3 separate regions of the Mus musculus genome follow, and all the other regions are linked to region 2. Evidence: chromatin contacts called from public HiChIP or PLAC-seq data. All regions are on one chromosome and are shown on one strand. Each heading gives the region's core, a stretch centred on a gene start, on an enhancer-like site or on the middle of the called end of the contact. The rest is flanking DNA. Distances are from core to core; before and after follow the strand shown. Region 1 holds the start of Srp9 (signal recognition particle 9). Region 2 holds the start of Pycr2 (pyrroline-5-carboxylate reductase family, member 2). Region 3 overlaps Capn2 (calpain 2).

Region 1 (3,363 bases), core at 177-2,676, 1.2 Mb before region 2:
GACACAGATTTGGCTCCCAGCACCCACAAGGTGGCTCACACCCATGCCTAACTCCATTTCCCGGGGATTCAATGCCCTCTTCTGACCCCAGCAGGGCAGGCACCCCATGTGCACAAGCAAACACTGACATACGTAAGAATTAATGGACTGACCTTCTTAAAAGATGCTTCCTGTGGGCTTGGAGAGATGGCTTAGCTGCTAAAGGCTATGCTCACAACCAAAAGTAAAAGATGCTCCCTGTAAAATCCTGTAGTAAGTACTGCCACCGCAAGCTGCCAGTACCAATATATTTTTGATTTTTACTTACATGTGTGTGTCTGTGTGTGTACATGTTAGTGTGAGAGATGTGTGGTCAGAGGGCAAATTTAAGGAGTAGATTCCCTCTTTCCATCCTTAAGTGAGTTCTGCATGCTGAGTGTCTCTGCAGTCTCATTATGATACACACACACACACACAGAGTTCGTGTTATGCACTGAGCCCGGGTTCTTGAGATTGTTAGCTGCTCATCGGTTTTTTTGTTTTTGTTTTCTTTTTCCTTAACGTGTATATTCATAAAACATGCGTCTACCATACCTTCAACAATCCTTTAAGGAATGATGAAGCTGACCTTTGTGTCCCCCTCCCGGAACTTGTTCTGAACTGCTGAGATGGGACTGGGTAGTTTGCTTTGGGGAATGAAACCGCTTGCAAACATTTATGTCTAACGTGAGAGTGCAAACAGTCTCCATGTTTCAACTGGTCCAGGAAAAGACTAAAAATCCCCACTATCCAAAAAAAAAAAAAAAAAAGTAGAGCAGGTGCTTCCTAACTGGGACGTACAGTAGCACCATTTTATAAGCTGGTACTCTCGGGTCTGGGTAGGAAAGGAAAGGGGCACTAAACTAAGCGACGGACAGGAAAGCGACGGTGCAGGGGGAGGAGCCCACTCAGCGACACGTAAACCAACCAGATCCCGAGCGGAAGTTAGGAGCTCCCCCGGGTGCAGGCCGCTGTGGGGTCCGGCGCTGCGGAAACCGCCCTGCCTGTAGCTGCTGGGGTCGCCTCGCTGGGTCACTGGGTCTCCGGGTCAGTCGGAAGCAGACGAAGGGACAGTGGCACCGGGTGGGCCGACTGTTTCCTGGGCGTGCTCAGGCCGCGCCAAGGGTAGAGAAGCCCCGGGCCCCAGGGCGGTCCCTGCAGCGACTCACCTTCATGGGGTCCGCCAGGTAGAGCTTCTCGGCCGCCCGGCTGAACTCCTCCCAGGTCTGGAACTGAGGCATCGTGGCTTCAGGCAGCGAGGAACAAGGCCGCGAAGCGAGTCACGGCGCTGTCGCCCCGGCGGCCCGCCGCTCTCCCGCAACCGCCCACAGCGCTGCACTCCGGCGGCGCAAAGACGGAGGCTCACGAGCGCTCACGCCATTGGCCAGCCTCGGCCGCGCGCCTGTCCAATGGGCAGGAGGCGTGATGTCGGGGGGCGGGGCCTCCGCTCTGAGAGGTCGGGAGAGGAGAGGGCGGCTGCCACAGCGCCGCCTGCAGGGCTGGAGGGGATAGTGCCTGTGCTGCCTTTCCAAAGACTAAGGAGCTCTGTGACCTGGTACCCAAGTCACAGTCGTGGTGATGACAAGGCGCAGCTGTCACACTCAAAGCCTAATCAAGGAGTTGGGGAGACATAACGGACGCGCAACCAAAAACTTTCTGTGGTAGACTTTTGTATCGGGTCAGTGGAACAAAAAGGAGCAAGGCTCCCAGAGGTGAGACAAACTGAATAGGGAGTAGAGAAGGGCGAGACCTCTAGGCACATTTAAGATCTGCAGTGTACGTGTACTTAAGAGGAACAGTAGTGTTCAAGGGAATGGAGGAAGAGAAGAAGCACAGAGAGAAGGAAGCTACACTGTGGCATCTGCTAGGATACGAAATTTGAGTCTTTCCCTCAGGCAGAGTGTGACACAGGACAGCTTTTAAAAGAAATTTTATTGGGGTATATAGTTTATGTGTGCAGTAAACATCGGCTTTGAGAATATACGATCATGGATTCTGAAAAAAATACATATACACACACGTCACACAGCCACAGAGCATATACCTACTTGCCTAATGTCATAATCAATATATGGGGGTATTTTTCACCTCTAGAAATTTCTTCATGCCTCCTTGTAATTCATTTCCTCTGTCTTCACTCCTGGCCCCACGAATGTTTACTCTTACTAAAAATTACATCCCCCTGTCCATTGAGCTGCTTTTTCCCCCTTCCCTTCTCCATCTTGCTCTGCCCCTCCTCAATCCGGGCCCAAAGGTTTGTTGTTGTTGTTGCTGTTGTTGTTTTTATTTTTTGTTTCTCATTACAGATGGTTGTGAGCCACCATGTGGTTGCTGGGATTTGAACTCATTCATGACCTCTGGAAGAGCAGTCAGTGCTCTTAACCCTGAGCCCTCTCACCAGCCCCCATTGATCAGCTTTAAACAGTTTTGTTGGGTTTTTTGTTTTGTTTTGTCTTGTATTGTTTTGGGTTTTCAGTGCTAAGGATTGTGCATTCTAGACAAGGTCTCTGCCACTGAACTTAGCCACATTCTCCTCCCCATCTTGCCTTCCTCTTCCCTATCTTTTTCTTTTCTTTTTCTTTCTTTCTTCTTTGTTTGTTTGTTTGTTTGTTTGTTTTTCAAGACAGGGTTTTTCTGTGTATCCCTGGCTGTCCTGGAACTCTCTCTGTAGACCAGGCTGGCCTTGAACTCAGAAATCCGCCTGCCTCTGCCTCCCAAGTGCTGGGATTAAAGGCGTGCGCCACCCCTGCCCGACTTCTTTTCTTTTTCCTTCTTTCTCTTTCTTTTTCTTTCTTTCATTTTTTCTCTTTTCTTTCCTTTCATTCATTTTCTTTCTCTTTTCTTCCTTCTTTCCTTCCTTCCTTTTTTTCTTTTGCTCTTTCTTTTTCTTTTTTTATGTCATGAGTTTGCGGAAAGTCCCAGCTATTTAGTCCAAGGCCAAACTGGGCTACTTAGAAATAAACAAGCAGGGCTGGAGAGATGCCTCAGCAGTTAAGAGCACCGACTACTCTTCCAAAGGTCCTGAGTTCAAATCCCAGCAACCACATGGTGCCTTACAACCACCTGTAATTAGATCCGATGCCCTCCTCCGGTGTGTCTCAAGACAGCAACAGCATACTCATAATAAATAAATAAATAAATAAATAAATAAATAAATCTTTTTTTTTTTAAACATTGAGCAGTCTCTGGGACAAACCTTCAGTCCTTTTTTTTTAAGATTTATTTATTTATTATATGTAAGTACACTGTAGCTGTCTTCAGACACTCCTTACACATGGTTGTGAGCCACCATGTGGTTGCTGGGATTTGAACTCCGGATCTTCGAAAGAACAGTCGGGTGCTCTT
Region 2 (3,361 bases), core at 802-3,301:
TGTGCAGAAGCCCACACTGCTCATCAGCTGCTCCAAAAGCTTGCCGTCTTCCACCAGAGCATGGGTGCCCGTGGCATACACGGTGGCCCCCTCTCGGACCACCACGGGCGTGTTGGTCATGCAGCGGATCACTTTGGGGGCCGGCTGGAAAGCCATCAGCTTCTAGAGGAGGAGAGCAAGCCAACTGAGTGTCCAGGACATAGCTCCCTCGGATCTGAGCCACTCCCAGGCCACCCCTCCTCTCACACAATGGGCACCGGGGCAACAGCACCTTCTCCACAGAACTGATGGTGACCCCGGCTGCACAGGAGACCACGATGTGCCTCTCCTGCACGTCGGCTCCAATCTCATCCAGGATGAAGGGGATGATGTGGGGCTTCACAGCCAGGAACAGGACGTCGCTGTGCCGCACAGTGTCCTTATTGCTTCGGGTCAGATTCACACCCATCCTCTGCAGTAAGGAGTAGGGGACCCTGTCCGTAATGCTAGGTAATATGGCTGAGCCCGTGCCACCCATAGAATAGCAGACCCTCTCTGTCAACTGTAGCCAACACTCTGTTCTGTGCCTTCAGGGCTCCGTGACTATCCCCAAATGGCAGCTTTCCTTTCCTGCCACCGGACAAATAGGTACAAAATGGTAAGCTGCTCCACCATGGCCAGGAAAGTGGCTGTCCCCTCAACCCCAGCAATCTCGAACCTCTCTGCCAGGTGAGAGAGAACTGATGGAAAGAGCTGAGCACCCAGAGTCTGGAAGCAGAGCTGCAAAGCCCACTCCCAACCTCACAGCTGTTTACCGGAGTAACAAGTCTCCACGGGGCCCCCTCTAGGGCTCTGAGGTGCATAGCTGGGGTCCTACAGCGTTGGGGACATAAGCCTATACTAGGCACAAACAGTATCCACAGTGCTTCATCTGCTCACCTGTCCCACATTGGCCAGATGTTAGAAGACTTGGGACATTAAGCTTTATTGAATAAAGAAACTACGTAACTCACCAAGTCCCCTAGCAACGCTGTCATTTACAACATCGGTAAGCAGAATTTTCCAGACTTAGAAGCCAACACGGGCTATGCAGTGAAATTCAAAGCAGACTAACAAAAAGAACCTTTTTTTTTAAAGAATTATTTATTTATTATATGTAAGTACACTGTAGCTGTCTTCAGACACTCCAGAAAAGGGCATCAGATTTTGTTAAGGGATGGCTGTGAGCCACCATATGGTTGCTGGATTGAACTCAGGACCTTCGGAAGAACAGTCTGTGCTCTTACCCGCTGAGCCATCTCACCAGCCCAAAAAGAACCTTTCTTATATGCCTACTTTCACCCCAGTAGGATCCGACACTAACTTTGCCTGGGAGCTCCCACCACACAAGGCTGCCTCAGAGAAGGTGCAGGGCTTACAATGATGACTTCCCTAAAGGAGAGTCGGAGCCTGCCAGACTCAGGGCATCTCCGGACACGCTTTTCCTGGGCCTCTTCCTCTTGCCCACTTCCCTCCATCCCTCCTAGCCTACCCTGAGCGCAGACACCGTGGGCAGGTCCATATCCGGGGAGCTGGCTATTATCTTGTGAGCCGACAGGACGCCTACAGAAAACAAAGTTTTTCAACTGTAGATCATGGCCCAATCATGCAGTCCATCAATGGAAGCCAACAGCAGCTCTAGCAGTGCCGGCCTCCGACGCTATGCTCCCAGCAGATGGATGCAAATCTACCATCCATTCACATTCACTCATCGCCCACCCACCCACTCACTCACTCGTTCACTCTGGTGAGAGGGAAGGCTGACCACGCGCTCACCCGCGGCCGTGAAGCCCCGCGCCAGAGCACAGGCCAGCTGGCCTGCGCCGATGAAACCCACGCTCATGGCCGCAGGATCCCGGCGAGCGCCGATCCGGGGACTCTGGGGATCCCGGGGTCAGTGTCCGCGCGTGGAAAAAGATGGACCCGAATTGCTCGGAACAGCTTTCAAACCGGGATGCACCAGATGAACTGCTAGAGAGGCCCCAAGTATCCCAGAGCATCCACCGCCAAATACGCAGCCTCCGGTTGGCCACGTGTCCAAGGCAACCAATCCGAGGCTCGGGTCTGGGGCGGACCAATCGGCATCGCCGTCAGGCCGTGCGCCCGCCTCCTGATCGCGCAGCGGGTGGAACCTGTTAGCTCCGCTGGTGCGGGTCTGCTTGGCCCTGCCTGGGACACTGGTAATTCCTGGTTAGAAGAGTTGGTTTCTAACTCTGGTTCAGGAGTGAGATCTCCAAAACGCCTATTAGAGATGTACCCCTCATGGACACCAGGCTACAGCTAGCCAGCTTCGGCATGCTCCTTCCGAAGTAGAACTAGGTAGAAAAGACGAATTACTAGATCATGATTTGTTGATTTATTTAGTGATTTCCTTAAAGCACTGCTTGCACGGCCTGTTGGCCAAGCATGACTTCTCTTGCTACCCGGAACAGGGCGACCTGGAGAAACAGCTGAGACAGTGAGAAATGACTGCTTGTTTGTCCACCCCACCTTGTGGTTTTAGAGTATACAAAGAGACCCAGCATCGAAGCTTTTCAGGAGCTGTCCCGAATCACCAGTGACATCTCCTCTCTTCCATTAGAATTGTATTGTTTATTCCCAGAAAGATTTCTCGAAACATGTCCAGACGCACCAGAGGGCTCAGGAACAGCCACAAGTTGGGTTTGACTTTTGGAAAGTGTTTCACTATGTAGCCCAGGCTGTTCTTGAACTAGTGACCTTCCTGCCTCATCCTCTTGAGGGATGGGATTATAGGCGTGTAGTACATACATTTCTATAGTATACCAATCATAAGCAGTTTCCCAACGCCACCGAAACGTTATTTTACACAAGATTCTAACGTGTATTTATTCCATTAATGGACGAACCAAACAGTTAAAGTGGAACGATTTTTTTTTTCTGGCCAGAATCTCTTGCTTTGTTGCCCAGGCTAGACTTAAGTTCCTGAACTCAATGGACCTTCCTACCAGTCTTCCTAGAATTGGAAACTACATACATACTATCTGCTTTCTTGTATTCTGCTACAGTGAGGTAGATGAATAGCTACCTTCCCACCCAGCCATTTGGGACACACCCTCCAGGAGTGCCCCACCCTGACCCTACCGTCCAGCCCTTCCCTTCCGGACCTCCCAGCCAATAGGAAAACCAGTTCAGCCTCCTCCCTCCCCTCTCCCCGGGTTCTCCGCCCCCAGCATCATTTTTATCAGTGCCTCAGGGCCTTCACCCTTGTCTTATCCTTAAGTAACACGCCTGCCCCTTCTGAGAATTAGGAAGAACCAGACAATGGGACAGAGTACTGAGGTGTCCCAGGCTAGGCAGATGGCCAATCTGCAGCAGCCAACCC
Region 3 (3,011 bases), core at 467-2,966, 1.6 Mb before region 2:
AAGAGAGCCCAGAAGATTAAAGGAACCATTCATAAGGCCTGTCCTAGAGCAGGGTCTGGGGTGCCAACAGGGACCTGTCTGCAGTTTTTGGTGTGGTAGGAAGGCTGTGGGATCTAGGGGTGCTCATAGGGGCCAGAGCAATGGGAAACAATTAGCCTTTTCATCCCAGAAGGCTAAGTGAGTCTCCAAGGCTGAGTCCAAGGTGTGGAAAAGCCCAGACTCTGGCTTTAACTGGCTTTGGCCAAACCAATTAAAATGGAGAGAGAAAGTCTGAATTTGTAGAGACCCCAAGGGCCCATGGATAAAAGGTCTTCTCAGGTACCCCAGACTAGAGAGAATATCACTGATTAGTTGAGGAATAGATACATCAAGAAGTAGATGCTGGTCTGACAAGGCAGGAGTCTCTGGGAGAACACATCGGAAAGAAACCCATAGCATAACCACAGATTCAGGAACAGGAAGAGGCCGGCTCCGGAGACCCTTGCAACTTTGTTCTCTGTCAGGGAACCAAGAAGAGAAGGGACCCCAGAGGGCCTGTGATTCTCAGGTCCAGGGCCCAGCCTAGTTGGTGTAAAGAGAAACTAGATTTCCCCTGAAAATTTGGTCTAGTGAAACAGGGAGTGGGGCTTTCCCTGTAGGAGCCCCTCTTGGCTCTTAAGCAATTATGCAAACATGGCTTTGACCTCAGTGCCGGCCTTGACCTCCACATTGACCTCGACCTCAGTGCTGACCTTGACCTCCACATGGACCCTGACTTCAGTGTTGACCTTGACCTCTGTGTTGAGCTTAATGCCATTGCTGACCTTGACCTCAGTGCTGGCCTTGACCTCCATGTTAACTTTGACCTCAGGGCTGACCTTGACCTCCATATTGACCTTGACCTCTGTGTTGACCTTGACCTCCATATTGACCTTGACTTCCATGATCCGGTCCCTTTGTTTGGACAGCAGCACTTTCTGCAACTTTGGAAGCACTGCCAAAGACTTGTCCAGAATCGTGAGACAGAGCTATGGCACAGCACTGTCCCCTCCCTCTCTCACTCCCACCTCAGTGGCAATCCCTGCCCCTCCTCCCCAAGCCCTCTGCCAGCTTCACACCTCCCAGAACAAAACTGCCAAAGGTGACTAAGGCTTGCACGGGATGAAAAGAAAGGCGGCAAAGTTCACCCATTGTTAAGCGGCAGCAGCATCAGGGCCAGACCTAGATTTCTAACCACATTTGTGTGTATCCGTCGGCCTCCAGTGGGCCAACTGGGTCTCTCTGGCTTAGTTTCTCACCACCCAGGCTGGGCCAGTGTCCCTGCCCAAAGTGACTGCTGCCCCTCCAGCCTTAGTGTCCAAGGCTCCTGGGTCATGGACTCAGTGGGCAACTGTCATGTCTGTTTTGTTTGCCTCCTGTTTAGCCGATGGGACAGAGTGGTGCCTAGGACAATGTGAGAAGGGCGGGTCACACCCAGGGAAGGAAAGGCCACAGGAAGGGAGAGCCTGGGCCAAGGAACAAAGTGAGCCGAAGCTACAGGGGGCTGAGAGGATAAAGAACCTAGAGTCTGAAGAGTCTGGAGGCGTGGTGATGAGGCTTATGGTGCCTTCTGGTCCTGGAAGACAAACAGGTGTGTGGAACATGCCAGAGAAGTGAAAAACTAGAAACAGAACAGAGGAGGCCAGGTCTCGGGCAAGAGGCATGAACTCTGCCTGCAGCAAGACACACCCTGGATGGGAACCCTGGAGGACTGCACCACAGGAAGTCAGAATTTTTTAGTGTGTCCCCAGGTAAAAGATGAAGGGGGCCAGGCTGGCTGTGAGACCCTCGGCCACTCCCCTGGCCACAGTAATGTCCTTTCAGTGCTGGTTCTAGACTCGAGAACCCCGCCTCCCCCACCTTCCTCAAACTGTCAGTCATTTTACCTCAGAGTTTTATAATCCTAAAGTAAATATGTGTAGCCCAAGTCTGGTCTCTCTATTTGGATGGAGATATTCTATCTCTGTTTTGTCACAGAAACAAAGTCCAGTGGGAGTAGATGACAGGACACAGGAGGCCTCTGGGGCTCAATCTGAAGTTTTGGTGTCATCCGGGATGATGTGAGGCAGCCTGGGTGACAGATTGGCATTCTGTAGACAGTGGTCACAGGCGGCTCAGTAACCTCCGGGCTAAGCATGGACATGGTCAACAGCTGCCAGCTCCCACCCTGGGGAGGCACAGCCTTGGGGACTCTCATGAGCGATAAGTGCTACAGTGACCTGTCTCTGACCCTTGTCCCTGCCCTTGTCCCGGGTGCTGGACAGAAGCCAGTATGAGGCTCTCCGGGCAAGAAAGACAGACTAGAGATGGTCTGTCACAGTTGTACAGCAGCCAAGGCAGAATTTATATATACATGTGCCTCTCCATTCCCAGGGTACACAGCCAGCAGTGTAAATACAGACAGTGCAAACATGATAGCTTTAAAGAAAACCAAGCAGCTATAAAGGAAATGCATTCCAGAGCCACACAGATGCTAGACAACTGTAATCTCGGCACTTGGGAGGCTGAGGCAGGAGGATTGCTGTAAATTTGAGACCAGTCTAGACTATTAGTGAGTTTTAGGTCAGCCTGAGTTACAGAATTGCAGACCTTAACTTAATAGAGAAAGAGAAATGTCCAGAAGGAAGAGGGAGCCCCAACCCAGAGAGAAAAGCATAAGTACAGTCAAGGGCGCTTCACTGTAGCAGGTAGCCCTGGGCTGAGGGTACAGAGGGTCTGTGTTCACTGTAGCAGGTAGCCCTGGGCTGAGGGGAGAGAGGGTCTGTGGCTCCCTCACCAGCCAGCCTAGCCTAAGTAGTCCAGTGAGAAAGCCTGCCTCAAAACGCAGAAAGGACGGCACCTGAGACTGCACTGCACACACATACACAGCCTTCTGCTCTTGTGTATACACATAACACACACACAGGCACACTCTCCTGCTCTTGTGCATATGCACACACATGAACTCTCTGCTCTCTTGTATGCACACACACACATACATTCTTGTGTATGTC

Evidence for each region. HiChIP or PLAC-seq counts read pairs in DNA pulled down with a chosen protein or histone mark.
Region 1: a FOXA1 HiChIP or PLAC-seq map of pancreatic cancer cells shows a contact between it and region 2. The contact joins the promoter of Srp9 here to the promoter of Pycr2 in region 2. A contact is called at or near these places in 1 of 39 promoter capture datasets (embryonic stem cells) and 1 of 115 datasets of contacts at active chromatin or transcription factors (pancreatic cancer cells).
Region 3: an H3K27ac HiChIP or PLAC-seq map of extraembryonic endoderm stem cells shows a contact between it and region 2, with 10 times the contacts expected there. The contact joins the enhancer-like site here to the promoter of Pycr2 in region 2. A contact is called at or near these places in 2 of 115 datasets of contacts at active chromatin or transcription factors (extraembryonic endoderm stem cells and pancreatic cancer cells).

The regions. Positions count from the first base shown.
Region 1 is chr1:182,122,800-182,126,162 of GRCm38.p6, reverse strand. It overlaps Srp9 (signal recognition particle 9), which reads right to left and starts at 1,426. Exons shown (of 3, transcript NM_012058.3): 1 at 1,188-1,426. The coding sequence starts at 1,259. It overlaps Gm33725 (a long non-coding RNA gene), which reads left to right and starts at 1,397. Exons shown (of 3, transcript XR_373761.4): 1 at 1,397-1,730.
Region 2 is chr1:180,902,964-180,906,324 of GRCm38.p6, reverse strand. It overlaps Pycr2 (pyrroline-5-carboxylate reductase family, member 2), which reads right to left and starts at 2,051. Exons shown (of 7, transcript NM_133705.2): 1 at 1,795-2,051; 2 at 1,511-1,581; 3 at 272-451; 4 at 1-162. The coding sequence starts at 1,861.
Region 3 is chr1:182,498,881-182,501,891 of GRCm38.p6, reverse strand. All of the region lies in intron 2 of Capn2 (calpain 2), which reads left to right. Among named protein-coding and RNA genes, the nearest start is that of Capn2, 17 kb to the left of the region's middle. Within about 2 kb of position 1,716, at least 36 of the 459 cell types and tissues checked have an H3K27ac peak or open chromatin away from gene starts, as enhancers often do. A contact at or near this core is called in extraembryonic endoderm stem cells and pancreatic cancer cells, where this site is marked.